Regions from separate parts of the Delphinus delphis genome. Here region 2 is linked to region 1. The links are chromatin contacts, called in public Hi-C maps. All regions are on one chromosome and are shown on one strand. The core of a region is the stretch at or near the end of the contact, and the rest is flanking DNA. Distances in the headings are between cores, read along the strand shown.

Evidence for each region. Hi-C and Micro-C count contacts between places; a contact is called where the count stands out from the background.
Region 2: a Hi-C map of lung shows a contact between it and region 1, with 5 times the contacts expected there. The contact joins the promoter of MUTYH here to the promoter of UROD in region 1. A contact is called at or near these places in 3 of 3 Hi-C or Micro-C datasets (lung and muscle).

The regions. Positions count from the first base shown.
Region 1 is chr1:36,704,076-36,706,775 of mDelDel1.2, forward strand. It overlaps UROD (uroporphyrinogen decarboxylase), which reads left to right and starts at 1,417. Exons shown (of 9, transcript XM_060021242.1): 1 at 1,417-1,534; 2 at 2,210-2,322; 3 at 2,443-2,522. The coding sequence starts at 1,515.
Region 2 is chr1:37,088,234-37,090,933 of mDelDel1.2, forward strand. It overlaps MUTYH (mutY DNA glycosylase), which reads right to left and starts at 1,348. Exons shown (of 17, transcript XM_060021276.1): 1 at 1,221-1,348. TOE1 (target of EGR1, exonuclease) reads left to right here and starts at 1,393. Exons shown (of 8, transcript XM_060021288.1): 1 at 1,393-1,550; 2 at 2,283-2,425; 3 at 2,512-2,552; 4 at 2,698-2,700. The coding sequence starts at 1,499.

The DNA of each region.
Region 1 (2,700 bases), core at 167-2,666:
CTATTTCCAATACTTTTCATCACCCCAAACAAGAAACTCTGTACCATTTAAGCAATGACTCCTCATTGCCCCCACTCCCCAGTCCCTGGTAAACTCTACTCTACTTTCTGCCTCTGAATTTGCCTATTATAGATATTTCATATAAGTGGAACCACACAGTATTTGTCCTTTTGTGTCTGTCTTATTTAACTTAGCATGTTACAACGATGTTGTAGCATGTATCACAATAATTTATTTTTATGGCTGAGTAATATTCCATTGTGTATATACACACACACACACACACACACACACTACATTTTGTTTATCTGTTCGTTGATGGACACTTGGGTGGAAAGTTTGTTTTGATATAGTTTTCAAATAATTGAAGTTATCAAGAAAGAAAGAAATGATCCCATGTAATTATGACAGTTTTCCATTTATTTCTCCTTAATAAGTTGGGAACACAGTGCCTCTTTTCCCTTCTCTCCAAGCTATTTGTATGCTATTACACTACTACAAGATAAAGTGAACAAATGCGCTTAACAAAGGCCTGCATGACCTGGACTCTGTAGACAGCTCCAGCATCTTTAATTCCACCAGCTTGCTCTTGTTTCCCATTAAGCCATTTGCTCTTTTTCGTCTGCTCTTTACACATGCCGTTCCCTCTGCTTGGAATACCCCACTGCTTTCCCCAGTTAAATGGAGCCCTTGCTACTTGCTTCTAGCTCTTTCCCTTTAAAGCATTTACTATTGAGGGCTTCCCTGGTGGCGCAGTGGTTGAGAGTTGCCTGCCGCTGCAGGGGACATGGGTTCGTGCCCTGGTCTGGGAAGATCCCACATGCCGCGGAGCGGCTGGGCCCGTGAGCCAGGGACGCTGAGTCTGCGCGTCCGGAGCCTGTGCTCCGCAACGGGAGAGGCCGCAACAGTGAGAGGCCCGCGTACCGCAAAAAACAAAACAAAACAAAACAAAAAACATTTACTATTGTGATTGCTGACTTCTCTGTATCCGCATGTCTGTAGCTCCTTAAAGGAAGGAAATGTCTTGTTCTCCACTGTAATCGCTGCACCTATTGTAGTGCCCGCCTCTTTCTAGGTAATATAAATATTTAATTATTTCAGTTCCCTGTACAACTTGGTTCCATAATTCACCATATGCCTGGTTGGGCCAGGCATAAAATTGTTAAAATCGTTAAGAGTGGGAGTGAAAGTGAGACCTGGGACGAGTCTTCCGCGTTTCCCAGGCCGTCAGAGGAGAGCAAATTTCTCACCCACGTGAAGTATAGTTACAGCGAAGTTCTTTTGTGGGAGGTGTTTGTTGTTGCGTCGCTACAGAGGACTTTACGGTGAAGAGACCTGGGGGTCCTACGGGCAGCAGCCGGGGCAGCCCGGGAGCCATTTCTGGAGTGTGATCATGTGACTTTCAACATGGCGACAGCCTTGGCTCATTCCAGGAAGGGGCGGAGCCTGGGCAGGGGGCAGGCTCAGAATTAGGCTACAGCTGGGGCTGTGCTCGCGTTTACTGACAACTTATCATGGAGGTGAACGAGTGTGGGTGAGTTCTCTGTGCCACCACGCAGTGTGGCCATACGGGCTTCTGACCTGAGTCTTTGAGCTCAGGAATCTGTCCCTATACCCCTCTTCCCCAGCCCCGGAGAACCCAAGTCTCTGGAATCCCAAATCCTCCAACCATGGATTCCTGAGATGTTCATCCCAGGGACCGCTTAGCTGGACTGCGTACCCCAGACCTTTATTTAGGAGATGCCCTCTGGACTTCCTAATCCTCAACTAAGATCCCTTTTTCGGACTGTCATCTCTGATCCCCCCATGACCATCCCCCAGCCTGGAGATCTTCCAGCCCCCAAACCAGCCCACTGGTACCCTTGTTCCTGAGATTTTTTGGTCCAAAGACCCCCCAAACTCTCCTAACTGGACTTTCGTTTCCCCCGCCCCCCACCCCCCCGCACACACACTCTCTCCCAGTCCCTCCAGTGGCTTTGAGCCTGGGGAAGCTGCGACTATGTGTAGGGTAGAGGCCCCGGCACCGGCCCTTCTAGTCCTGTACACCACCTGATAGAGGGGAGGTGGAATCGGCGGGGAGTCACAGCTTGGTAGCTGGCCTGGAGAAGATAGATAGCTGTGCTGGACTGTATCCGCCTTTAGAACCCGAGCCCTGCCCAACCCCCAGCCTGGTTTACTGACACCTACCCTACCCGCTCCTGATCTCCAGACCTCAGGGTTTTCCTGAGCTGAAGAATGACACCTTCCTGCGAGCAGCCTGGGGAGAAGAAACAGACTACACTCCTGTTTGGTGCATGCGGCAGGCAGGCCGCTACTTACCAGGTCAGGGTCAGGGCCTCGGAGTCTAGGTAAAACTCTGGAGGGTGAAAAGTTTTTGAGGGGCAGAGGAGGGCTCTGGAGGTTCCTCAAGGCTGAGCCCTGCTTTCCCTTTTTTGTCTGCAGAGTTTAGGGAAACTCGGGCTGCCCAGGACTTTTTCAGCACCTGTCGCTCCCCAGAGACCTGCTGTGAACTTACTCTGCAGGTGAGGGGTCCACAAAAGAGGGAGAGATTTATGCTGTCAGCTCGCCACCTAGCAATCTGTCTTCTGTTCCCTATAGCCACTGCGTCGCTTCCCTCTGGATGCTGCCATCATCTTCTCCGACATCCTTGTTGTACCCCAGGTACCTGCTCAAATCTGATTCTTGAATGGGTAACAAAGG
Region 2 (2,700 bases), core at 98-2,597, 380 kb after region 1:
GTGTTTGTAGAACAATGAGGAAGCCAGCATGGTTAGAATGGAATGAGGAAAGGGTGAGGAGTTGATGAGGTCAGAGAGGTAAAGAAAGTGGAGAGCCCAGGACTACAAGTACCTTGTAGGCCACTGGAGAGGGCTTTGGCTGTCACACCCATTTCTCTTAAAAGCCAATCCTCTTAATATAAGCTTTGTAGGCTCCAACAAGCCCCATCCCCCTCGCTCACTACGGAACAACTATGTTGTCCTGAAATAGTTGGTTCAAAATCCCCAAGTGTCTGTCCTCCTTGAGGCCTCACCCAGTCCATTTCCTCTGCTTGAAGAGCTCTTCTATGTTTTACCTAACAGTTAGTCATTTTTCAGGTCTTGACTTAAATGTCCAAATCAGATCCCCCCCAGTCTTACCCTCTTGTGTACTTCTCCATTGTTGCTCTTATACCAATTTTAATTCCATGTTTATTTGTGATTCTTTGATCAGTGTCTGCTTCCCCCACTTAACTGTAAAACTCCATATAAGCTAGGACTGGGTATCTTTTGTTGGCTGTTGTGTCCCCAGAGCCGAGCACGGTGCCAGGCAAATTGTATATAATACTTGTTAAACTAATTTGGGATGGGGTAGAGTAAAAGGAGGTTCCCCTTTTTCCAGAATGGGAAAAATCCAAACAATTCAGAATAATGAAAAGACTCGAGAGAAAGGTTGAAGATGGACTGGAAACAGCAAATAATCAAAGAGATAAAGGGTTGAGAGTCCTTGGTGGGAAGCAGAGCCCTTGGGAAAGGGCTAGTCTACGGTAGGGACAACACTCACGGTAGCAGGAATCATGTCCAAAACCCCTCAAGGTCAACTATATCTCCTAATTACTTACAATCTGTCCCTACCGGAGGCTTAATTCAAATCCTTATTACCACGCGCACGGATTGTTTCAAAAGTGTTCCTGCTAGCCGGTCGCTCTCAACCTCCGCAGCCTCATCTCCTGTCTCCGTCCCGGCTTCTTTCACTTCCTGGAACGCCGTGAGCTCCCCACCCTCCCTGGCAGCTTGCCCCTTCCCAAATATCCTTCCTTCCCCTACACTCCCCAGTCTTTGTATAACTCCTACGCGTGCTTTAAGCTTAGCTCAGGCAGCGCCACATCCTCTGGGGATCCCCACCCCGGGGCCGAATCGATGAAGACAGGGTAACGCGAAGGCCCACGTTCCAATTGCGTTGTACGCAGAGAAAAAATTACCTCCTGCGCGATCTCCAGCGCCCAGCTCCCAGACGAACTCCAGGGGGCGTGGCTCCGGCCAATCCGGGCGGTGAACCGGCCCACGCCAGCCAATAGGCTCCTAGCGCGCGCCAGGCTGGCTCCACCGCGCCAGACCCGGGAGGTCTGAACGGAAGTCCGACCGGTCGGCGACTCCGGGGGTGAAGCTCCGCCCCGTCCCCGACTGCAGGAGCGGAGTGAGGAGACGAAGAGGAAGTCCCGCGTGCACACTGACTATACAAGCGAGGGACCTCGGTGTCATGGCCGCCGACGGTGACGATGGCGCAGCCTCAGCTCCAGCCGTCTCTGACGGTGAGTGGCTTCCCAGGGGCCGCTTTAAAAGCCTGTGCGGTCCGGTGGGGGGAGGGTCTCGGGCTCGTAGTTCTAAGAAACCGATCTCAAGTTTCAGAGGAATAGCGCCTTCTTTCTGAACCAGCCACGAGGAGACTACAAGTCCCGGTGTGCACCACAGTTCCGCCTGCAAAAGCCTAGAGTCTTGGGCGCAGGGCATGTGGGGGCATGTCGGGAGATGTAGTCTGGAGTTCATGGCTCTGTTAAGTTAGGGAGGTTGGGAGTTGTGGTCCACAGGAAGTGGGACGTGTTGGGGCGTTATTTATCAGGCTCTGGGGCATACTGGCTACTGCCGCCGCTTGTGGCCATGAACAGTAGTATAGAGCCTTTGAGATAGTAAAGGGGCTGAAATCATCAAGCCTTGCAAACTATTTCCTGCAGGATGTGAGGAAAAGGAACCTCACAGATCATCTAGTCCTACCTTCCTCTTTTACAGGTTTTGATGCTGAGGGGGAAGAAATTTTCCCAGAGTCTCACATAAGCCACTGGAAGACCCAGGCTTTCTCTCCCCAAATTCAGGACACTGTTCACTCCAAGGCCTGTGTATAGAGCATATGTGATACGCTTGAGGAGAAAGCTGCCATTTCTTGCCTTGAAGGAAACTGCCCCTGCCCCCAGCCATGGCCTAGCTTGGTATCTTTTTTCTTAGGCCCTTGCCTGAGCATTAACATCCGTCACCCTCCTTATCCCCAGGTGGTGCCAGCCAAAGCACAAAATCTGGGGAGGAGCTAGTAGTCCAGGTTCCCGTGGTGGATGTGCAAAGTGACAACTTCAAGGAGATGTGGCCATCCCTCCTGCTGGCCATAAAGACGGCTAGCTTTGTGGCTGTGGACACGGTGAGAGTTGGGAGTTGGGAGAGCAGGTGGTTGTGAAAGGGCTGATACTGTGGACCTAACACAACTCTCCCTTTACTGCGCCATAGGAACTGAGTGGGCTTGGGGACAGGAAGAGTTTGCTGAACCAGTAAGTATAAGCCCTGATCTCTTTAGTCCTAGCCTTGGAAGGAGGGGCAGACCTCAACCCTGTAGTGGAGGTCACAGTCCTGGGTGGTTTGGGTCTTTCATGAAGCTAACTCCCAGCCACAGCCACCCCCAAACCCAACCCCAAGGTG